5 separate regions of the Mus musculus genome follow, and regions 2, 3, 4 and 5 are each linked to region 1. A link is a contact called in public ChIA-PET, Micro-C and promoter capture Hi-C data. All regions are on one chromosome and are shown on one strand. The core of a region is the stretch at or near the end of the contact, and the rest is flanking DNA. Distances in the headings are between cores, read along the strand shown.

The links. Promoter capture Hi-C pulls out the DNA fragments that hold promoters and counts their contacts. A called contact is a pair of places that touch in the nucleus more often than the background predicts. ChIA-PET counts read pairs in DNA pulled down with a chosen protein or histone mark.
Region 2: an RNA polymerase II ChIA-PET map of memory CD8 T cells shows a contact between it and region 1, with 5 read pairs. The contact joins the promoter of Prpf38a here to the promoter of Lrp8 in region 1. A contact is called at or near these places in 1 of 39 promoter capture datasets (pre-B cells) and 1 of 115 datasets of contacts at active chromatin or transcription factors (memory CD8 T cells).
Region 3: a Micro-C map of the G1E-ER4 cell line shows a contact between it and region 1, with 6 times the contacts expected there. The contact joins the promoter of Tut4 here to the promoter of Lrp8 in region 1. A contact is called at or near these places in 3 of 484 Hi-C or Micro-C datasets (the G1E-ER4 cell line, Th1 cells and embryonic stem cells).
Region 4: a Micro-C map of embryonic stem cells shows a contact between it and region 1, with 4 times the contacts expected there. The contact joins the promoter of Lrrc42 here to the promoter of Lrp8 in region 1. A contact is called at or near these places in 2 of 39 promoter capture datasets (erythroid cells and hippocampal neurons), 1 of 15 datasets of contacts at CTCF or cohesin (the NIH/3T3 cell line), 8 of 484 Hi-C or Micro-C datasets (CD4 T cells, embryonic stem cells, erythroblasts and 2 more) and 2 of 115 datasets of contacts at active chromatin or transcription factors (astrocytes and embryonic limb bud).
Region 5: a promoter capture Hi-C map of pre-B cells shows a contact between it and region 1, with 2.0 times the contacts expected there. The contact joins the promoter of Coa7 here to the promoter of Lrp8 in region 1. A contact is called at or near these places in 4 of 39 promoter capture datasets (the 3T3-L1 cell line, erythroid cells and pre-B cells), 2 of 484 Hi-C or Micro-C datasets (both in embryonic stem cells) and 2 of 115 datasets of contacts at active chromatin or transcription factors (pro-B cells and stem cell-derived neural progenitor cells).

The regions. Positions count from the first base shown.
Region 1 is chr4:107,799,956-107,804,583 of GRCm38.p6, forward strand. Lrp8 (low density lipoprotein receptor-related protein 8, apolipoprotein e receptor) reads left to right here and starts at 2,304. Exons shown (of 20, transcript NM_053073.3): 1 at 2,304-2,563; 2 at 3,296-3,415. The coding sequence starts at 2,458. Lrp8os3 (low density lipoprotein receptor-related protein 8, apolipoprotein e receptor, opposite strand 3) reads right to left here and starts at 2,109. Exons shown (of 2, transcript NR_168096.1): 1 at 1,809-2,109.
Region 2 is chr4:108,577,483-108,582,110 of GRCm38.p6, forward strand. It overlaps Prpf38a (PRP38 pre-mRNA processing factor 38 (yeast) domain containing A), which reads right to left and starts at 1,854. Exons shown (of 10, transcript NM_172697.3): 1 at 1,503-1,854. The coding sequence starts at 1,632. Orc1 (origin recognition complex, subunit 1) reads left to right here and starts at 1,972. Exons shown (of 17, transcript NM_011015.2): 1 at 1,972-2,093.
Region 3 is chr4:108,456,603-108,461,230 of GRCm38.p6, forward strand. It overlaps Tut4 (terminal uridylyl transferase 4), which reads left to right and starts at 2,808. Exons shown (of 31, transcript NM_175472.4): 1 at 2,808-3,037; 2 at 3,415-3,598.
Region 4 is chr4:107,251,139-107,255,766 of GRCm38.p6, forward strand. Lrrc42 (leucine rich repeat containing 42) reads right to left here and starts at 2,395. Exons shown (of 8, transcript NM_029985.2): 1 at 2,137-2,395. Hspb11 (heat shock protein family B (small), member 11) reads left to right here and starts at 2,765. Exons shown (of 6, transcript NM_028394.3): 1 at 2,765-2,857.
Region 5 is chr4:108,326,349-108,330,976 of GRCm38.p6, forward strand. Coa7 (cytochrome c oxidase assembly factor 7) reads left to right here and starts at 1,804. Exons shown (of 3, transcript NM_027250.4): 1 at 1,804-1,942. The coding sequence starts at 1,837.

The sequences.
Region 1 (4,628 bases), core at 1,054-3,553:
TATATTCCCAGGCTGGGCAATTTGTATTTTTTGAGGTTTGGGGTTATCAGAGGTTTTTGAGGAGGGTGTTTTGGATAATAGTAACAGTAACTAATGTTCATTAGGCATCTACTGTGCTCTGGACATGACTCTCATGCAACCACATGTAATCTAAACCTCACCTCAGCCTGTGTGGTGAGCACTGCGACCCCCCCCCCCATGCCATCTTTTATACGGAGAACCTGAACCACGGAAGTGGAAGCAACCATGTCCATATAGTCAGGGAAGGAAGGGCAGGCCCAGACCCAAAGGCCAATGCTCTTATCCTTTTGAGCTGTAGCCTAAACTTTACCCCATGCAAACATCTTAGCACAGAAGGAACCATCAAGACTGCCTAGTTCCCAGCTTCCCTGAGGCCCGATAATGGGACTGAGTTTCCCAGGAGTGCAGAGCAGAAGCCATGTGAGGCTGGACAGGTGAATCTGGGTTGCAGGAGGGGGTCCATCCTAACCTTCGAGGGTGTCGCAGTGGGTATCATTGTGCTTGGGACAAAATCCAAACTCCTTACTGTGGCCTACAAAGCTATCCTGTGATTGGGCCTTGTGGACTCCCCAAAGCTCCTCCCCACCACCATGCGCTTACTTCTCCCATCACTAGTTTACCACGATGGGATGTGTCTCCATTGCTCTTCCCTCTGCCAAGAATAGCATGCGTTTGACCGTCATGTGGTCAGGCTCCTCGCTGTCAGTGAAACATGATCGCCTCTCTAACTTACCTCCGTGCTCTCATGTTGTTTATTTTCTCATCACAACTATGATGCTGTGATAGTGTGATAGAACTCTTTTTTTTTTTCTTCTTCTGTATTTCTCTCTTCTAACTAATATGTAACATCGGGAGGTTGGGGAAGTACCTTATTTACGATGCTGCAGCCTTGGGCACAACACACACAGCACATGCTGTGTAAGATTTCTTCTGTTGATGGTCTGTCTTCCCCTCACTGTGGCCAGGACTTCCAGACCCATGGAGCCTTAACGTGACCAAAGGATGATGCACTTGTGGTTTCCCAAGGTCTGTGGTTGCCATAGCTATTGTCATGGGCTACCCTTTGCGGGGGAAGATATGAGACTGAGAGGACTGTTGACCTAGCGGGGCTGTGCACCCATCCAGCTTGGCATAGGAATCACAGCTTCCACGATTGCTTGCTTGCTTTCTCTCTCTTTCCCTTTCTTTCTTTCTTTCTTTCTTTCTTTCTTTCTTTCTTTCTTTCTTTCTTTCTCTCTCTCTCTCTCTCTCTCTCTCTTTCTCTCTTTCTCTCTTTCTCTCTTTCTCTCTTTCTTTCTTTCTTTCTTTCTTTCTTTCTTTCTTTCTTTCTTTCTTTCTTTCTTTCTTTCTTTCTTTCTTTCTTCCTTTTTTTTTTTCTGAAGAGAGAGGGCCTATTTAACACTGGGCCTTGGCACCCTCGCGCGGGCCTGGTTTACAACCCGTGCCCAAGAATCACACTCTGAGATTGTTGTGCTGCTGGGCCAGGCTCACCGGCAGGTGGCTGAAATCCAGTCTAAGCGTTGCCCTTCTGACAAGGAAGAGTAGGGGAGGTGGGGTCGCACTGCTAGAGGAGGGGCCTTCTTTGTGCAGAGGCTAGTGGAGCCCAGAGACACTAGATGTGCTGCCTCTGGCGGCAAGGATGACACATCTGGGCCTCCACAGTCCTTGCCCTTCTCTGCAGCAGCAAGGGTTACCTTGCCATGTCTTCAGGGCCCTTGATCTGCTCCTCTGCGGGGTCCAACAGAGAAGGATGAATATGGATAACAGTCTGTGCACCAGACACTCACCTCTCTCAGGATCACACAGTGATAATCACAGATGCACACGGTCGCAGAAAGCGACTCATCTAATCTGAAGCTATGACAGGTCTTGCCCAGCACCCCTAGATTCTCCCTGGCAATGCTTTCAGCCTTCCCGCGCTCTGCGCGTTCACTGCAACGGCTTGTGAGTCTCCTTCTCCCGAGCTCGGGCTCTCCTCCATACGCCTCCTTCTCTCACCCTCTTGCCACCTCCACGGGGAAACCAGGGGGGCCAGAGCCTAGCCGGGCTCGTCCTAGCGTCTACAGCTCTTAGCACCTGCGCGCACACAGAGCAGGATCATGGGGCTCGGACCGAGAGAGGAGGGGACAAGGACAGGCGGGGGAGGAGAAGAGGCGGCGGCGGGAGGAGCGTGGGGCGGAGGCGGCGGCGGGAGGGAGCGCGCGCGCCGGCGGCGGCTGCCCAGGGCCGGGGCCGCGCGCCCAGCCTGAGCCCGCCCCGCCGCCGAGCGTCACCGAACCTGCTTGAAATGCAGCCGGGGAGCCGGGGCGGGCGGCAGCGGTGGTGGTGGCGGCGGCGGCAGCGGCAGCCCCGGCGCCGCGGCAAGGACTTGGCGGGCTGAGGCGCGGCGGCGGCGCGGGGGTCTCGGGGCGCGGCGGCCGGAGCCCCGGGCCCGCTATGGGCCGCCCAGAACTGGGCGCGCTCCGGCCGCTGGCGCTGTTGCTGTTGCTGCTGCTGCAGCTTCAGCATCTCTCCGCAGCGGATCCGCTGCCGGGCGGCCAAGGTGCGTACGGCGCTTCCCGGGCCGGCTCGCAGCCGCCAACCAACAAAGCGCGGCCGGCGGTGGGGGTTGCTGTACGGCGAGGTCCCGATAGAGAGGCTCCGGGGACCCTAGCTCCCTGGATTTGCCTTGGACCTCCTCCCCGCTACCCCCACGGTTTTGGTTACCGAAGCTCTACCCCAGCTCCGGGCACCCTCTTAATGGGGGATGGGCGCCGGGCACCCCCCCCCCGGCCCGTGAACTTTGCGGGGGGTAGTCCTTCAGGGTCTGGGGTTTGGTTTAATTTGACACGCGCGCTCCATAGCGGCGATGAGCGAAGTGGTACAGTCTTTTCTGACAATGCGTTTCCGGGGACCCCTGTGGGCCGAGGAGACTGACAGGTTGTGAAGGGACTGAGCCCCTGCACCGGGTGCGTGTCGCCAGTGTGCGGGGCTTCCCGCAGACTAGGTTTGTGTGGACCTGACTTGGCGTTGTGTGTAAGGGTGAATGTGTCTGAAGGCGGGGTATAGCCACGGGCCGTTAAGCGCTTGTCGGGTCTCGCTGTGCCATCAGTCGGTCCTGCAGTGGAGGACCCGTGGCATCCTGTCCTTTCTCGGAATTAAGGTGCTTGGAGATCCAGAGCTCACCGATATCTCCCCCTTTCCCATACCCGCTGGACTTCTCGGCAGCCAGGGCTGCAGGGTGGGGAGCGGGCTCCTGTGCAGTGACCCAGCTCACCGCCCCCAACCCCCGCAGGGCCAGTCAAGGAGTGTGAAGAGGACCAGTTTCGGTGTCGGAACGAGCGCTGCATTCCCTTGGTGTGGAGATGCGATGAGGACAACGACTGCTCGGACAACAGCGACGAGGACGACTGCCGTGAGTCGCGGCGACCAGGGGAGGGGAAACGGGGGGGGGGGGGGATCATGCTCCGCTGCGCACGTGGCTGCATCCGTCATGGGGCCACCTGCCCCAGGCTGGCGGCCTTGTTCTGGGATGGGTGGCTCAGCTGTCGGCGGGAGCTGGGTGGCAGGCGTGTCCTGCTTAGGGTGGAGCCCAGCGCGGCTTGCTGAAGCTACTAGCCCGAGACTGTGGGCGTGGACGCGGCAGCCCCTGCACACCTCTTAGCTCTATGGATCGGATCCCCAATCTGGGCCTCACTGGGAGCGCGCACTTCAAAGTTCCACGCAGCTCGGGCCACGAGGGGCTTTTCCTTGCTCGGTTTTATGAATGAATGGGCTCCCCGGGGCCACTGATTGGCTGCGCAAGGACCACCCCATAGGCCTGTGGCCGGAGCGGCCAATCCTGGGGCTGACGGTGTGCTGTAAAGGGCTCTAGGCCCTGCCCTGGCCCGCCCCGGCCGCACCCCCGCGCGCATCCTCCGGGTGGTAGGCTCAGGTCCTGGTCACAGTCTGCTGCCTTTCTGCCGAGTCACCCTTCAGAGAGCGTTTTCCTCCTGCCAGCCTAGTCTGGGTGTGAGTCATGGGGCCAACAGCAAGGAGGGGCTCAGGAGGAAGAGTGTGTTTCCTGGAAGCCACCGGAGCAACGGCAGTGAAGGCAGGCCAAATGCTAACCCCACTGCCTTTGCTGAGCGTGGCCTTTGTACACCCTGTGCAACCGGTGGAAGTTCCCCCTTGTGCGGGCGCGTGAGGGGTGTCTTTGGGGCCAGCGGCAATGGAGTCAGCAGGCGTTCTCTGCTGTGAAAGGAATTTAGTTCCTGGTACCAAGAACCTACACTCTTCTAGCCACGTCTTCCTAGGAGGCCTTTCAGTTGTCATTACAGAGGCCTGCTGTCTGCCTGCCGATGTTAGGTGTACAGGATCAGGCCGGCCGGCTCTGCAGTGTCGGAACACAGTGACAGAATGTGGAGGACACCAGGTGGGCACACACCAAGCATTCAGGAACGGGAGGCTGAGCAACAACTCGGGAGCAGTCTGTTAAGTCCTTGAGGCTTCCTGGTTTAACATTTTTTTGGGGTGGGGTACATTTGTAAAGCATGTATGTGAAGATAAGAGTAAAACTTTCGGGAGTCAATTCTCTCCTACTTTGTTGGGTCTCTGCCTCCAACTTAGCATCCTCCAGCTTGTCTGCG
Region 2 (4,628 bases), core at 604-3,103, 780 kb after region 1:
CTCATGAGTCCTCAATCTTTATACAACAAATTATGAGGGAAAAGTCCTCTTATTACTACCAGATGCTGGTCTGGGGTGGTGTACAACTTTAATGCCGGAACTCGGGAGACAGAGGCAGGCACATCTCTGTGAGTTCAGGGCCAGCCTGGTCTACAGAGTGAGTTCCTGGACAGCCAGGGCCAGGACTACACAGAGAAACCCTGTCTAAAACAAAACAAAAAAACAAATAATCATTGTCCTGGCTTCCAGCTAAGGATAATGAGAACAAAAAAGAGCTTAAGTGATTTTACATGCTCAAGAACCACAGCCAGAGTCACACCAGGTGAAGCTGAACAAAGCTACGACAGCTGACAGAGAGCCACTCTAAAAAACTTAGGAGCCAGCGAGGTGGCTCATGCCTTTAATCCTAGGGACCAGAAGGGGAAGGCAGATGAATCTCTGTGTGTTCAAGAGAGTTCCAGGCCATCCAAGGCCCCCTGTCTCAGGGGAAAAAAACAACAACAAAAAAACCCCAAAACAAAACAGAAACCTAAAGGACTAGGGGAAGCAGGTCAAAAATGAAACTACTGACCCATTTAAGAACAGCAAGAATTTTATTATAGGAATGGTGAAGTTCCTTGAACATCTTCAAGCTGCATTAAAGGAACCCTTATCTGGTCCCTGAGATAAACAATCTAGGACCCAGCAGACTATCAATAAATAAATAAACAAATAAATTAATTAATTTAAAAAAATGGAATGGCTCAAAAAAAAAAAAAAAAAACTAAAGAAATCCTTCAGCATCAAGAAAGACCGGTCAAGCCGGGTGTAGTGGCGCACACCTTTAATCCCAGCACTCGAAGGCAGAGGCAGGTGGATTTCTGAGTTCGAGGCCAGCCTGGTCTACAAAGTGAGTTCCAGGACAGCAAGGGCTATAGAGAAACCCTGTCTCGAAAAACAAAACAAAAAAAAGAAAGACCGGTCAAGCAGGACGTGGTGGCGCACGCCTTTAATCCCAGCACTTGGGAGGCAGAGGCAGAGGCAGGCGGATTTCTGAGTTCGAGTTCGAGGACAGCCTGGTCTACAAAGTGAGTTCCAGGACATAGGACAGCCAGGGCTACAGAGAAACCCTGTCTCGGAGCCCACCCCCCCCCCCCCCCAAAGAAAGAAAGAAAGAAAGAAAGAAAGAAAGAAGGAAAGACCGGTGAGCCCTGCGGTGCTGGTGTATTCCTTGAATTCCAGCACTCGGGAGACAGAGGCAGTTCGAAGCCAGCAGTTCTCCAGGACAGCCAGGGCTATTACAGAGAAACCCTGTCTCGGAAAACGGAAAAGAAAAAAGAGAAAAGAGAAAAAGATCGTGTCAGATTTGTCTGTGTCCCGTCTAGTACAAGTCCAGGCACAGAGCAGTTTATATGAATAGTTGACATACTCTTCCAGTATCACCCCCAAAGGGTCCGTCCTTCCTCACTCAGACAGAAGAAACCACCCGTAAGCCGAGACGCGGGCTGCGCGCTGTCGCTCACCTGTAAGTCCAAAACACTCTTCTTTCCAGTACTTTGATTCATAGATTCGCGTCCGGATGATCTTCTCCACCAGATACTGAGGGTTGGTGCCATGGATGCTGTGGGCATCCTTCACTGTACGGTTCGCCATTTTAGAACTCTTTCAATTCTATTTCCGTCGGCTTGCTTAATACGTCACATTCAGTATTTATTTAAAAGAAGGGAAAAAAAAAAAAGGACTACCGGAGGCTAGGGAAACATTAAGGAATCCCTTGCGACCGCGGAAAGCCACCAGCTTCGTACCGGAAGCTGTGGCGTAGAACTCTTTCGCCGGAATACGCACACCCCGCACCAGAGAGGGCCCAAGCAAATTGGCGGAAGTACGTCATGAACCCCCGGGAGGGCGTGGCGAGTGTCCGAAACGCCAATCAGAATCACACTGTGGGCGGGGTTTCGGTTAGTGGCGCGAAAAGTTTTCTCCTGTGCCTTCAGTTCTTAGTCAGCTGAGAGCTGGGACTACGTGTTGTAGCCGTGGTCTCCCGGAGGAGCCAGACCTGGACGAGCGAGCGTCCCCCAGCTACTCCAGTGCCTGGACTGCAAAGCGTCGGCGAGGTGAGTGCGGGTCGTTGTCCACGGACTGCATACACGTGCACCTAGGGCCGTCGGTGCCGGCACCGCTCGCAAGCCTGTAAACCTTCTCGCCTCCCCGGAGCTCCAGGAACACTTCCTGCACTGAAGGAGACCTCGGAGAAGCGGGTGGCGCCGGCCCTCGGTGGGGAGCCTAAGGCTTTGGCTCTCCGCGTGCACTGCTTCTGAAAAGCACTCGCAACCTTTCCTCTGGAACCGCGGAGCTGGTGTTGCTCTCCGCTTTACTGGTGATTCCGCCCAGAGACAGACTTTCTCTAAGTCACTTTCTGGGACTTTGGCGTCTCCTCTCCACATGGCTTGCCCTTAAGTGAGCTTTCATCTCCAATCACTGGAGAAAACATCTAATGGCTCGTATTCTACTTTCTTGGGTCTAGCCTTCTCTTAACAATTGGAGAAATTGGGAGTTCTAAGCTTTGAGCTGTGAGATTCCTGTCACGAGGTCTTTTTAGTTTTCCATAGAAGTCGAATAATCGTAATTATTTTCTACTGTAATGGTTTTTAGACATTTTTCTGTGTAGAGCCGGCTGTCCTGTAGCTTGCTCAGAACCAGGCTGGTCTCGAATTTAGAGACTGCCTCTGCCTCAGGCCCTAGAATTAATGGCATGCACCACCACACCCTGTTTTTTCAGAATTAGATTGGGGAAGGTGCGGGAGGGGGGTTCAAAACAGAGTTTCTCTCTGTAGCCCCGTTTGTCCTGGAACACTTATAGACACACATCTCAGCCCCCTCTCCTGAGAGGCTCCTCCAGACTGTTGTTGCTAATCCTTCCTATAGACAAGTTGTTCCTCTGGCTTCAGGATGAAGTTCTGGGGACAAGTCAAACTTCTTGGAATCCATTGTTTCAATAGTTGGCTACAGTAGGATGGGCATTGGTTTATCATACCGTATTTTCTCTTAGTCTGATTATCTTAGAACAGTGCTTAGCACACAGGCCTCAAATAATATTGGTTGAATAAAAAGAGATACTATTTTTCCATTTTGTGGATTAGGAAATGGGTCCGGTGGACCTGCCACTCTGATTGGGAAGCTGTATATATTACTGTATATAATAAGCTGCCAGAAGTAAATACTATTTTCACAGGTGATACGATGATACATAAGGTAAGGTAGCTTATTGGTATCTGACTGTTCAGACTTAACTTGTACAAAGATAACATCTCCCTTTCATTAGCAAATATTTATTATTGAGCATCTTCTATGAATTTACATTGTTCTGGGGTTACTTTAAAGATTTAAATGAGGTACATGTGTCAAGAGTTTGGGCTTAACTTTTATTAAGGTTCCTTTTATGTTTTTGCATTGGGTATGGTTCCTGTACTGGGTTCAGACTTGTGGTGTCCTTCCATGGATATCGCTAGAAGTCAAACTCTTCTCTTTGCCAAACCAATCCTCCTGGCTCCCCAGTCCATTCACCATTTTTGCTGATAATCAAAATCATTTTGCTGATGGAGGGGGGGGGTTGGGGGTGTGTGGAAGAGTAGTTGATTGAGCTGTGTATTAGCATTTCAACATGCTTTTATATGAGTGTCATTCCTCAGTGGAAAGTTGATGAATAATTAGGATTTCTGGAAAGAAGTCCTAAGGACAGCAGGTAGCAGGCCTTTTGTACTGTAGGCATCTAACTTGTCATCTTTTCATTTTGTGAGGAATCCTACATTTTGTGTGCATGTGTTTGCCAACTTTCTGTTGCTATGACACAGTACTTGAAAAAAAAAACAAGGAAGATAGATTTACTTTGGCTTACAATTTCAGATATTTCTGTCTAGGGTCATGTTAGGACAAGATAAGGGCACCCCAAAGGCTTGTCCCTAAGGATCTACTCCTTTTACCTAAGTCATGTATGTGGCTATATATGAAGTATGTGCCTGGTGTCTCCAGAGGCCAGAAGGAGGTGTCCTATTCCTTGGAACTGTAGTTAAAGTTGGTTTTAAGCTGCTGTGTGGGTGCTCAGGTTCTCTACAAGGGCAACAGGTACTCTTACCATTGGGCCATCTCTCTAACGCCTGTTTCCTTGATTTTAAGAGATTTCAAAATTTCTATCATCTCCCAAGTAGCCCATCAATTTGTGAACCTTTAATCCATTGAAGAGGTCAGATACTCTGTGAGCCAATCAGTTCCCAAAAGCCTATCACATGGCAGCCCTGGCTTTTATCAGGTGACCTTTGGGAAAATACAATTCCAAGCTACAACAGTGCAAGTTTTTTAATAGTTTGATTAATTTTGTTGTTCTATACTACTAATGGGAACACTTTGGTTCATGTCTTTTCTGATAGGTATACGAATTACCGAGTCATAGAGTGGGCATACATCCAAGAATTTGTATGAAAGTTTTTTTAGTTTCCAAAAATGACTATATAAGGTTTTTGTTGTTGTTTTAATTTTGAGAGAGGGTTTCAGTGTGTCACCCTGGCTGCCATAGAACTCTATATAGACCAGGCTGGACTTGAACTCAGATTTGCCTACCTCTGTTTCTCAACTTCTGGGATTGAGCACCATCA
Region 3 (4,628 bases), core at 1,558-4,057, 660 kb after region 1:
TAGATGGGAAGTCTAAATTTAAGGCCTTAACTACAACCATGGGACTGTTCCTGAAAGTATTACAGGTTCTCTGAGTATTTTCACAGAGCAGCCTGGGATTTGTAATTTTTTCAGTACTCTGTAGTTCAAAGCAAAGAACATAGACCTGGCATTCAGGTTCTGTCTTTGATATATTTAATGAATGCTGGCATTGGTTAAACCCTGTATTTCCTCATTCTTCCTGTCAGAATACCAGAATTATCTAGTTGTAATGATAAATAGGAGTATGGCAGCCCAAGCATTCAACTCAGCAAATATGGAGGCAGTGCAATACAAATATAAGTATTTGTGCTTAAGATTATAATCTATTGGTGACCGACAGGTAAAATAATTGGGATCCAGAGATTGGAGAGAGTGTGATGTTTGTGTGATCAGATTTAGTAAAGGACACAAGAATAAAGGGGTACGGCAGTACATACCTGTGATCCTAAGACTTGGAGTTCAAGGTCATCCTCAGCTACATGGCTAGCTGGAGGCCAGCTTGAGCTACCAGAGAGCCCGTCTTAAGCAATAACAACAACTAAATAAGAGTTGGATCTTGAAAAATAGGAAAAGGGAGTTATCTGGAGACACAGGACTTTCTCATCTGGCTGAAGCTTTCTTGTAGACTCAATATTTTCATACTGTAGACTAAATGTTGTCTGCTGAATCATAAACATGTGTTTGGCACAAAACAGGTAATCCTTGAAGGTCTAGGGTCTATCTCTTCTGATGGAGGCTCGCCCACATAGAATTTATCACATTCTCTAGTGTATTTGCCTAACTCTTTGTTAATATGCTCTATTTTTTTTTTTTTTTGAGACAGGGTTTCTCTGTATAGTCATATGCTCTATTGACTACAGGTTAATAAAACTACCTTCCTTGCTCAACAGTGAGATTTCTGAACAGCAGTCTGTGTAGTTTGTCTAGGCACTGAACTATGATTTGCTTATACTAAGTAATCAGGAGTTCAGTTGAATTTGGTCCAATGACATTAATATCAGTGAGGAGCGTGTTGGTAATCCTTTTAAGTGTGTCTATCAGCTTTACGTTTTCATTATTCTCTTTCCAGCACTGAGGATCAGACTCGGAGCCCTTTACATGCTAGGCAAGTACTGTTACATTGAGCTGCTATCTGCCCAAATCCTGGTTTTTTGAGACAAGGTCTTACTTGGTAGCCCTGGCTGCTTTGTAACTCCTTTTCATATTGGCCAAAAATTCAAAAGATCCACCTACTCCCGCCTTCCTATCCCCTGCTGGGATTAATGGTGTACTCCACCACTCCACCATACAAGTCGTTTATTTATTTAAACATTTTATTAATTCTTTGTGAATTTCACATCATATGCCCCCACCCCACTCTTCTCCCCATTCCTTCATATCTGTCCTCTGCTCTTCCAATCTCCCCCAAACACCACAAAGAAAGAAAGAAGGAAAAGAAACAAAAAAGCCAAAACAAAAAAATGAACATGTTATTGTGGAAGCTATAAGTCTATTTTTTATTTTTAAAGAGATCAAGGCAAAGACAGGCGGCTTTCTGAGTTCGAGGCCAGCCTGGGCTACAGAGTCTGGCTTTGACCTGGTGATCATCCTGCCCCAGCTTCCAGAATGCTGATATTACAGCTGTAATCTACCACACCTAACATTCGGTTTTCACTTTCATTTCCTCTTCTGTTCTTTACCTTATCTCTCTGAAGTTTGGACACATTTAAAAATGTTTCAGATGAGGCAACTCTGGATTTTTTATTAGTTTGATAATCGCCCCAAGCTGGAAGGGTTGACTGGCTACCCTCTATCCACAGCTCCTGGGTCTGCTGGAGTCAGAGACAGGGGGAAGGGGATTGTCAGAGCATATTTTCTCCTCTGCAAATGGAAGCCATAGTATCTATTGTCACAAGATCATTATGAAGATTAGGTGGTTAAGTGTATGAAGCCTCCTCAGCTCGATGCCTAGAAGTAAGTTGGCAATGCTTGGTCCCTTCTCACTAAGCTTGTTCAGCTTTGGGGATTCTGACGGACATATCATGTGAGAGGTGTTTAGTTCTGGGATGTAGCAGGAAGTCGATGAACTCTGCAGAGACAATTGCCTCTCTGTAGCCTCTTAGCAGCTCTGGTCTGTGAGTCACAAGAAAATTTGTCATTACCTTGTAAATATTTAAGATTCAGCTGCTTCCCTTTATAAAACCCCACGTTTAGTGCCATACACTTTTTCTGCCTAGTAAATATCCACCTCAAGGACTGCAGTTGTGTGATTTGACCAGCTCTGAGTGAAGTAGGAGACTGGTCAAATAATAATCTCGAGGCTTGAGGGCGGGGGGGGGGGGTGTCATTAAAATAAACTAACAAAGCCTTCTAGTCTTCCATGAGTGTAAATTTAAATGAGAGGAAGCTAACACATTTAAAAAAAAAAAAGGAGGAAGGAGGGAAGCCGTTCTTGGTAGTTGTTTCTATGCCCACCTGAAACTAAAGAAATGGTTTTCGAACTATTTCTCAAGATTTCTCTGCTTTGTTAGTCCTGAGGTGATGCAAAACTGGACTGGATGCAAGGGTGAAGGGGTGGGGGGCTCCCTCCTGCTAGCTGCTCGACAGTGCTCAGAAGTCAGGAATGGTCGCGGAGGATTCAAGAAATGCGTGGGCTGTCGGACAGTGACAAGCCCGAGCCTGCACATCTACGGCCTCTCCCTGGGGCACAGCTAGGCAACCTGCCCCCTTTCCCGCCCGGGGGCCTCAGGCAAGGCGCCCGCAGCCAGGGAGCCTGACGTGAGAAGCGCGACGGTGCACGCGACCCTAAGCTCGCCGGCGTCCTCGCGCCGCTTCCCGGCGTCGGCGTGCTGGACCGCAGGACCCTCTCTCTCTCTTTCTCTCTCCCTGCAGGCCCGCTCCAGCCAGCGAGCCGCGGGTAGCTCCGACCCTTTCCCTCCCTCCCTCCCTTCCTCTCTCCCTCGGGGGCCCGCCCGCCCCCAGCTCGGGCGCCGATCGGAGCCCGCGCGCGCTCGCCCGCTCTCCCTCCTCAGCGCGGGTGTGTGCGCGCCGTCCTCCCACCTCCATCCCCTCCTCATTGTTTCCGGGCGACCGCCACGAGCCCCGGAACGAAGCCCCTCCCCCCACGCCCCCCGGTCTACCCCCTCCTCCGCCGAGGTTTGACGGGTGCTTGGGGGGGATCCCCAGAATTAAAGAAGAGGGAGCCCCTGAACCCAGCTCTGGGAGGCTCTGCTCCCCGCCTCCGAGGCTATCTCCTCCCATCCCAATCGGGATCCCAGGCTGGGGAGAGCCTCCGACTCCCCTCCCCCCTCGGCCGGGCGCCACTCTCCCTCAGCCCCCTCCCCTCAGCGGGTCCTCCTCTTTCTCTCGCTCCCTCCTCCTCCCCCTCCCCGTCCCTTCCCCCCCACAATGCAGTTCGCGGCGCGGCGGACATGGCGGTGGAGTCCTGAGCTCGTCGTGTCCTGGCCTCCATCGGCGGCGGCGACGGCGGCGGCGGCGACGGCGACGGGGGCGGCAGCGGCGGCGGGAGGCGGAGGGGGAGCCGGAGCCTCTGAGATGAGGAGGCGTCGCGCGCGCCTGTAGCTCGCGGGCTTCTCAGGTACGGGGCTGCGGGCCGCCGCGCTGCGCGGGCTGCCGAGGGGGTGTGCTCGGCCGCTGAGCCCGGGGGCCCCCAGCTTGTCCCCTTCAGGTGCGGCGCCTCGCAGGTGTCCGCGCCGCCGGAGCGCGTCTCCGCCGCCCCCTCGGGGCCTGGCACTTCCTCCTGGGCTGGAACTGGCTTCTGGTGTCCCAGGGGAAAGCCGAGGGAAGGAGGGAAGTCGAGAAGGCGGCCTGGGCGGCCTGAGGAGGGCTTTGGGGGGCCGACCTTAGGGAAAGCTGGGGCGCCCGTCCGGCCACCGAAACCTGTTGTAGACGGGGTAGGAGTATCTGAGTTAACGGGATTGGTCTAGCCTTCGCTTAGATCCAGTGCGTGTTTGTCTGTATTGTGTGCCTTTCTTTCACCCTGTGTATGTGTATGTATATATACACTTGTAAACACACACACACACAGCGTGTCCTCCCCGCCATCCCCCGGGCTTGTCCTTGTCGGGAGGGAGCAGAGGTAGGTTTGTGTGGATTTCGTTTCCTGCTCACCCGCCGTCTCTGTCCCCCGCCCCCCAGTCGAGAGGTGCTGGTACTGCGCGCTTTTGACGTGGGTAACTGTGAGATTCGTATTTGTAAACAGACAGCACTTCCCCAGTGTGTCGCACGCCTTCGCAAGTGGTTTCTGATCCTTTTGATATCAGGATTACAAAAGAATGAGGTGGTTAGACCTCAAAGAAGCAGCGGGATTTCTAGTCAGTACCTGAATGGGATTAATTACTGTTATCTTAACGTTGGTTAAACATTTTAAAAAAGAAGATTATCAAACTTTAAAGCAGACGAATCTTGTACCTTGCGTGAGATTTTAGTTTTAGTATACCATGTTTCTTCATTTCGATACAAAAGTAATTCCTTAAACATTTGACGTTCTGCGATCTTTTGTAATCTTAGTGTCCAGAAATGCAATTTGAATTGTGATTTGTTGGAATGAATTTAATAATTAGCTCGCGGAGGTCATATAACCTTTTATATCTATAGATGTATCCCCT
Region 4 (4,628 bases), core at 1,145-3,644, 550 kb before region 1:
CCTTAAAAGACAAGAGCCTTTTCTTGCCTGGGGGTGTGAAGGTTGGAAGTGCTCTTTTAAACTGGAAAGTTAAGATAACATGTATCTGCAAGATAACAATGTTCAGTGTAGATCTCTTGCAGCTATGGGTCAGATTAACAGAGTGACTGGCTGACTGGCGGTGTTCTAGCCCACTACAGAGAAACAGCTCTGTGATCTACCTAAGCATTACAAAGCATTAAAAATGTACAGCAGTGCATTCACATTACATTAGTGAAGCTAAAGTTAGCACAAAGCATATCATTTCTTCAAATAAATGAAATATAACCTTGGTACATTAAAAATTCAGTTCTGTAAAACATCTTTAAATGAGAGAAGGATAAAATAATTGACAACCAAACATAAGTTTTAAAACCTTGAATCCAGCTTCCAAGCAAAAAGCATAAAATTATTCCAGACAAAGAGAGGAAAGAGGAGAGAGGCATCAGGGTAATAGTGCTAAAACTGTGAGCTGAGCCTATGGTTCAGGAAAAAAAATACCAAAACCAAAAATCAGAAAGAACACCTAACCTTAATAAATCAGTCTTCTAAGAATAAGTAGGCCAAAATAATGATCAACAATAATGATTCCAGATGTGACTGAAAGCTACCATTTTTTATATACCTACAAGCTAACAAGCACTGTAAGGTACAACATAAAATGATGTCATGCAATCACTGATCCTATGAGGTCAGTATTGCCACTTTATGGATGAAGAGCCTCAGAGAAATGAAGGAACTTAAGGCTCACAACTCCTAAGTGAGAGAGCCTGAATTCAATCACAGGTCTGTGTAATTCCAAAGCACAAGATCTTCCCACTTGTATCTCAAGAATAAAAATACAACATCAGCCTTAAAAATATTCTTAAAACACTCAAAATTAACATCACCGGCCATTTGATCTCTCTGGAACTCACAATGGCTCAAACTGGGAGTTAAGAGGGCAGGGACTATAGTAAAAAACAGTGGTCATCTGAGGAAGAGTGGGTGGAAACAGAACCAGGGCTCACTCAAGGATGAAGCGCTCCCCCTTCACTCTGCCAGGGCAGAAATCCGCCATATCCACACACCAGGAAAACATCTGTCAACCCACTACCTTCATCTCAAGACTGCAGACACCTTTGGCTCATTTGAAAATGTAGTGGTTTTTAAAGACTTTTTCTTAACATAGGAAGAAATCCGAAGAGAAAGTAGTTCCAAAGTATCTCTAACCAACTAACAATCCATCTTCATTGTTCTGTGTCACCGCCATTATTCAATTTCCCACTACTTCTTTTTTCCCTGTAACTTGCCACTTCCCTACCTGCCTTCTCCCCCAAACTGCAGAAACTCATGTCCTATCCGGGCCCATACTTTGTCCAAGAGCAAGCTAATCTCTCCCACATCTTGATAGTTTTACCCACTCTTTAGCTTTTCAAACAGAAAAAATTTCAGTCCCCCACCCCCCAAATTCTAACCTTCCCCATTCACTCCCAGATCTTCTACCCATCTTCCTCACATCCCAGACTCTCCCGTGCCCCTCAAAAGACTCAACCCCGCCTCCACCTGTCTTCTAGCGACCCGTCTCCAGCCCCCATCCTTCTCTCCCTCCTCACGAGTCTTCCTCTCACCATCGAGGTTCCTCTTAGCACCCTAGTCTCCCCATCTCTTTCCCGGTTTTGCGTCCTCAACCTTCAGATTCCCCTTTCTTCACGCCTCACTATCTCCAACTTCCCAATCCACGGCCTCAACTAGTTTCTTCCCTGCCCCCCCCCGCCCCACCCCTCCCCCTATTCCAACCCTAGCTCCTTCCCTTGGTGCACTCCTCAACCCCTTTTCTTTCCCCCTTTCCCGGCACTCCCACCCAAGCTTCTCCCCAAGTCCACCTAAGCTAAATCCGCTCCCTCTCCCGCCCAGAACCCTAAATTCTCACACACCCTCAGTCTAACCCGGGACGCCGCGGACCCCACCCTTAAGCCCACCTCAGGCACCCCTACCTCTTCATCCTCCCACCCCTCCCACCGCGAGCTCTACCTCGTCCCTAGGGCCTTTCCCCTCCCCCAGCCCCTCACACTCCGCCCCCGCACCCACGCGCTGCCTGAGGCTCGGCGAGCGGCCCGGCCCGCGGCCGCCACCTACCTGTGCCCCTGCCCGGGGCAGCGAGCGGCTGCACCTCACTGGCGGCTCCTTCCTCCACTGAGCGGCTGACCGGGAAGCGGCTCGGCAACCTAGGCCACAAAGCCCGTGAGGGTGGGACACACACAGAGGGTGGCAAGAGGGAGGGGCTGGGGGCGACCTGGCGCCGCGGGACTGAGGTACCAGCAGGGAGGGGTGGGGGGGGAAAAGAACTCGGCTGGGTAGGCGCGCGTGCGCGGGGCCGGCATGAGGGGCGTGGTCTGATCTGGAGTGGGCGGGGCATGTGGCGGGGCGGGGCCGGGAGTGGGTTGGGACAGCCGAGCTGAGAAAGCCGGGCGGTCGCAGGAAGGGTGAAAGGGGCGGGGCGGGGCCGTGCGTGTGCGTGCCCGCGCGAGGGCATGTCCCCCGAGATCTCTTGGAGGCCCCCCCACCTCCCCGAGGCAATGCAATGTAAAGGTAGTCCTGAGGAAAGACGCGCAAGTGAGGTGGCGCTTCTAGGCGGAGCCCCTGCCAGGAGAGGGCGGGGCGGGGCTGCGCAGGGCGCGCGCCTGGGAACTCCTCTGAGGCTGAGGCGGGGCGGGAGCGAAGCGAAGCGAGGCGGGGCGGGGCCAGGGCCGGGCGGGGCGTGACGGGCGGGGATCGCGAGCGGACCCGGTCCTTTCGCGGAGCTACCCAAGGCCCAGGCGAGCGGGTCCGTGCAGCACGGTGGGCGGGCACCGAAGAGGTGGGAGCCCGGTGGCGAGGCCGGCGGAGGGTTGCGGGCGGGAAGGAACCGGTTGTGAGGAGACGCGCGGCGGGTGACCGCGGGTGGAGCAGCGATGTCGCTGGGAGAGAACAGAGTGATTAGGGCCTGGCCTCTCTCTAGGCCCCCCTCCCCAAGAACTTTTAGTGCCCTGAAATGATGCTTTGACCCTCAGAAGGAAGAACAATTACAAATGACAGTTAATATGCCAAACGTAACACATTATCAGCACGGTCCAACCTCAAACAGGAATAATATTTAAAGTCAATGTGGGTGCATTTACGTTATTTGAAATTATTTGAGTCTTGGAGGTGAGAGGACTGTGTCCGGGCTGCCATTATGGGAGAAAGAGAATGACCGGTTTTAAATTTACACCAGAGCTACCAGTGGATGCTGTAGGAAAGGATTTGGGGCAGGCAGATGTAAGAGCACACAGACCCAAAGGTGCTGGTCAAGGAGAAAATCAACCCAGGACGTGACCCAGAGGTTTTCTGAAAGAAGTACCAGAAAGGGCTACACTGTATATTTAAAGAGAAAATCAATGGCCCTGGGAAAGGGTAGGGAATCCACCGTCCCTGTCTGTAAAACCCAGAAGGATGGATGGTGTCCTAGAGCCTACTACCACTTTGGTAGAGAGTCCCTGAGGGTATTCATCCTCGCTTAGATCAAGCATTGCCTCTCAAACCTCCATCTTGGAGCTGTGTGGAAACATGTCTGCTGGGTGGTTTTATGGGTTTCTTGGGATTGGTTTGCCTCTTTCTCATTAACTGCAACAAAACCTTAATGAAAGCCAAATCTCTGCCCCTGGTTTTAAAGAACAGATATTGGTAGTTCAGGTATATTCATTTTTTATTAAAGTGCTTTATATTCACTGTATTAAAGTGCTTGTTTGCTTTTTCCTTAGATCATTTAAGAATAAGGTAAAAAAAAACCTGAAAATTTGAAGAGAACACACTGTATCTTATTCATCTACTATATACATAGATATGAGAACATTTCCCTAGATGGTAACTCTTTTATTTATTTTGGTTTTTTGAGAGCAGGTCTATTCTAGCCCAGGAAAACCTTAAACTCACTTCTAATCCTCCAGCCTTGACCTACACAGTATATGGGGCATCACCCCTGACTTGTAATTTTTTTGAAAATGTATTATGCTCCCTTATACATTATTTATCCACATGAGATATATATCCTGTATTTACCTGTTTTGAGACATTCACACCAATTTTGATAGTAAAACTAGAAAATATAAAAACACCACAATTTTGTCAACCTTTTGCAGGGGATGTACATCTTTAATGTATGCATAACTGGAGGGGGCACTGGAAGTTTTAAAAAATGTTTATTACATTTATTCATTTGGAGGAGCATGCTTATGAGTTGGTTTTTTTTTTTTTTAATCTGCCCCGAACAGTATGGACCTTAATCATGTCTTTGAGAGGTTCTGAACTGAGCACCGTACTCTAGGTGTGAATCACATTGTTAGCACCCAGCCACTAGTTGTGTGTGTGTGTGTGTGTGTGTGTGTGTGTGTGTGTGATCAGCTTGCTGTATCAGCATTATAAGTGCCTGGGCCCTTAGTACCCGTGGACCCCTTACTGATGGAATGTGCTACCTCTTTAACTTCTTAAGTTGCGTTTTTATTGGCTGTTGGGTATCAGGCCTGGGGCCCATGCCTGCCCAGTGTCACTTTCCCATTGTCTACACCTTCAGCCTAACTTTTAGTAAATCTAAAATAATACTTTTTTTTTTT
Region 5 (4,628 bases), core at 554-3,053, 530 kb after region 1:
ATAGGCAGATAGGCAGATTTCTGCGTTCAAGGAAAGCCTGGGCTACAGAGTGAGTTCTGGGACAGCCGGACTACGGAGAAACCCTGTCTGGAAAATGAGAGAGAGAGAGAGAGAGAGAGAGAGAGAGAGAAGAAGAAGAAGAAGAAGAAGAAGAAGAAGAAGAAGAAGAAGAAGAAGAAGAAGAAGAAGAAGAAGAAAGGATAAGAAGAGAAGAGGGGACAGGAGGGGAGGGGAGGGGAGGGGAGGAGAGGGGAGGGGAGGGGAGGGAAGGGAAGGGAAGGGAAGGGAAGGGAAGGGAAGAGAAGAGAAGAGAAGAGAAGAGAAGAGAAGAGAAGAGAAGAAGTTTCTCTGGCTGGCCTAGAACTTGGTATGCAACTGAGAATGACCTTGAACCCTGACCCCCCTTGCCTCTACCTCAACAAGTGCTAGGATTGCACCATGCCTGTTTTAGGACATGATGAAGACTGAACCCAAGGGACCAGGCAAGTTCTCCAACAGATGAGCTACTTCTTCAGCCTAAATATTATTATTATTTTTTTTTAATAATGGCTTACTGTTTTCCAAGCTATCCTGGAACTCCTGGAGGCCAGGTGGTGTGGCCTCTTCTGAGGCCTGGGCTTGCTCAGTTCTTGGAAACAGAGATTTATGTCTAGTCTCCTGAACTGCCAATGTGAAGCCTGTCATGGAGTCAGCCTGTCTCAGTTATACAGAACAAAGCAAGTAAGCTTCTAGATGTATCCAGTAGGAGTAGGTTAAGGAGGGAGGCTCCAAAGTAAAGGTCAGGCCTTCTCATCCTGGACCATGTATTCTAAGGGCTCCCTCTAGTGATTACAGATATAAACAAGATAAAAAGAACACGGATAGGTGGATGTGGGAGCTTGTATCTGCAACAGTACTCAGTAGGCTGAGGGGGGAGGATTGTCTCAAAGTGAGATTCTATCAAAGGAAAAACAGGAGAAGCCATACATAAAAGTCAGTTTTAGCCAGAGGCTCTGGAGTAACGCAGAGCTTGTGCTATCCTGTGAAAGATGTGTCATGGAACTGCTTTTAAAACCATGAGTCCATTCCCAATCGGCCTTTCCCTTTCTCCTTGCCCCAATAAACCTCTTCGGTAAGATCTGTTGCATCATATGACTTCATAGTGTTCCTTGGCTTCAATCCGCCATGCTGCTGTTCTAAAACTATTATAGTGACCATGTTGTCACTATAATCCCGACCACTGATGTGTTCTAATCATAACTCGCAGTCATATTAATATGGATGATTTTGATGGGTCTACAAAGAATATAGAGATAAGGGCATCCCGTGGCAATTGCACAGATTTATTTATTTCGGTTTTTCCGGCCATATTTGGGACACACAAGGTATTCAAAATGCTTGCCACCCAAATGAACGAATGCTTTCGGAATAGATTTCAAGTTCTGTTTTACGATGCTTCAGAGTACTTGGTGGTGAGCTGCAGCCCAACGCTGTAAGCTTTGGTAAGGCTGGGACCTGAGCTCCCGGCTGTGTCGGCTTTAGAACCGGAACTGAAGAATGTCTGGCTGATCCAGACTACAGGGAGAAAACCATTAAGGGGCAGTATGGCCTCAGATAAACCGACGCAGAAACCTGGGAGAGGGCTGTCCAAAAAGAAGAATAAAAGCCTGGAGGGGTGGGGGGGGTGGGGAGCTACCACCGCAAAGGATGATGGGAAGCGGTAATCGTCTCCTTCCTTCCAACCCGCCCCCGTACTGAGGAGCGCTGACGTCACGCACGCCGCCGGCATGCCCCGCCCCTGGGCTGGCTCACGTAACTGAGGGTGGAGCCACAAAGCGATTTGTGGGAGTCGGAATCATGGCGGGCTTGGTTGACTTCCAGGACGAGGAGCAGGTGAAGTCCTTCCTGGAGAACATGGAGGTGGAGTGTCACTACCAATGCTACCGCGAGAAGGACCCGGAGGGTGAGCGCCAACTGCGCAGCCTGGGACATAGGGGAGGGGAGCGAGCGTGGGGTGCAGTCGTGGTCACGTGGCGGGCCGAGGACGCCTAAGGACCGGGTCAGGGTCACTACGGGCCTGTGGGCGGGAAGTTGTAGTGCATCGGGGGCGGGGCCTGCAGCGGAGGGCGGAGCCCTCAGGCTAGATGCTGTGTAGTCAAGTTTAGGGTGCTAGGACTGGAGGTGTGAGGGTGAAGTAGAACCTCGGTGTACATGTCTTTGAGGGAATCATTTAACATGCAGGAAATAAATGAAATATATGCTAGTAGTAAATGCGAGCCAGAATTGGTTGGCATCTTGCACCTGTAATTCTAGCGTTCGGGAGGCTGAGGAAGGAGGATCACTTAGAACTCAGGAGTTAAGGACTAGCCTGAACTACATAGCAAAACCCGGCCCAAAAAAAGAATTGGAGAGGGAGATTGGAGTGGTGGTCCAGTAATTAGGAGCCCATTTAAAGTTCTAGGAGATCCAATGCCTCTGGCCTCTGCTGCCACCACACCACATGCTCGTATACACACATCCATAATTTAAAATAATAAAAATTAAATCTTTTTTTTTTTGAGACTGTCATTATGTAGCCTTGACTGGCCTAGAACTTACAGTGTAGGCCACGCTAGCCTTGGACTCAGAACTGCTTCCTCTATCTTCTGAGTTTTTGGCATGAGCCACAGGCCTGTTAACAAATTAATAAATTAATTAATTTGTTGAGGTGTTATTCTTTGTGTAGTCCTGACTGTCCTTCTGTTGATCAGGCTAGCCTGAAACTAAGATATCTGCAAGCTTCTGTTTCTCAAGTGCTAGAAGGTGTGGGCTGCCACCATCCAGCACAAAATTTTAAAAAAAAATTTTTTTTTTGTTTTAGTTTTTTCGAGGGAAAAAAAAGTTTTTTTAAGGTAAGTGAAATGTGATAAAAAGAACTGAGTGAAGGGCACTGCCCAATGACATGGCTTTTGAATAAAGCTTTGAAGGAGGAAAGGAACCATTGTAAGTCTTTGCCAGGCAGAGGTAATAAAAGGTCAGAAATTGACTATATTTATTTATTTATTATATGTAAGTACACTGTAGCTGTCTTCAGACACTCCAGAAGAGAGCATCAGATTTCATTACAGATGGTTGTGAGCCACCATGTGGTTGCTGGGATTTGAACTCAGGACCTTTGGAAGAGTAGTCGGTTTCCTTAACCACTGAGCCATCTCACCAGCCCCAGAAATGGACTCTTATGTGCAGTGAGGAGGTGGAGTGTATGAGTGACCAGTGCCCAAACAAGTGTCCAGTGTCTGTAGGTTGTTTTCCTATTGTTTTAATTAAGGGAAAAGAATGAAAATGGCTCTGGCCCTCCTTTCCAGTAGCTTACAGTCTAGTTCCCAAGAAATGACTTTCTGTTTCTTGAAATTAGTCCACTATAGTGTGACTCTGGATAAGGAACCCAGGATTATTCTGTTTGTTTGTTTGTTTGTTTGTTTGTTTTTTCGAGACAGGGTTTCTCTGTATAGCCCTGGCTGTCCTGGAACTCACTCTGCTGACCAGTCTGGCCTCGAACTCAGAAGTCTGCCTGCCTCTGCCTCCCGAGTGCTGGGACTAAAGGTGTGCACTACCACGCCCGGCTAAGATTATTCTTTGGGAGCTAGTCCATGTCCCAATTGAAGAGAAATTTCAGAGGAATTGACCTTCTGTGGTCTCTGAGGACCAGGGTGGTTGGGCATAGTCCACAGAGGCCAGCTGTGTAGTCAGTGCGGGAGAGGTTGGGGAACAGAGAGCTCTTTTGGAAGGTGAATTAAGGATTGCTCAGAATCAAGTCAAATTAATGTCTGTTTTGCAGTCCTGAGGCACAAAGCCAGGGCTTCTGAGTGTAGCGGGGAAGTTTTCTACCACTGGGCTCTAGCTCCAGTTCCAGATTAAGTTTGTTCAGGGAGCCCGGACTACAGTGTACCCTGCCTTTCTAAGCAAGGAATTTAGACCTGACTCTGTAGGCATGTTTGAGGAGTTTGTGGTAGTTGATATGAGTTACATGAAGGACATGTGGAGCAGGGAGTGCAGGAGAGCCCTGTGAGCACTGGCCATGGGCTGGGGTTGTAGGTTGGTTGGAAGAGCACTCACCTAGTGTACCTGAGGCCCTGACTGAGTACTAGGCCTGGCTCAGACTGCATATGCACATGCTTAGCATGAGATCCCAGCACTCAGGGAGGTAGAGCAACAGGATCAGGGACATCCTTAGCTACATAGTGAGTTCTGGTCCAGCCTAGGTTATTTAAGACCCTGCCTCAAATTAAACAAACAAAAATAACATCAATTATTGTTATTATTCTTGGTGCAAACATATGCTCTTATGCAATTTTTTTTTGTTGTTTGTTTTTTTGTTTTGTTTTGTTTTGTTTTTTTGAGACAGGGTTTCTCTGTATAGCCCTGGCTGTCCTGGAACTCACTCTGTAGACCAGGCTGGCCTCGAACTCAGAAATCCGCCTGCCTCTGCCTCCCAAGTGCTGGGATGCCCGCTCAATGTTTTTTAAAATGCAAAGTGAATCTTAATCACTTCCCTTCTCTTGAAGAGATTTCTCAGTCGGTAGCTTACTTGTGTGGTTTTCCATTGTGGGGACTGGGATTAAACCAAGGGCCTCCCGAGCTCTAGGCAAGGACTATGTCACTGAGTTCCA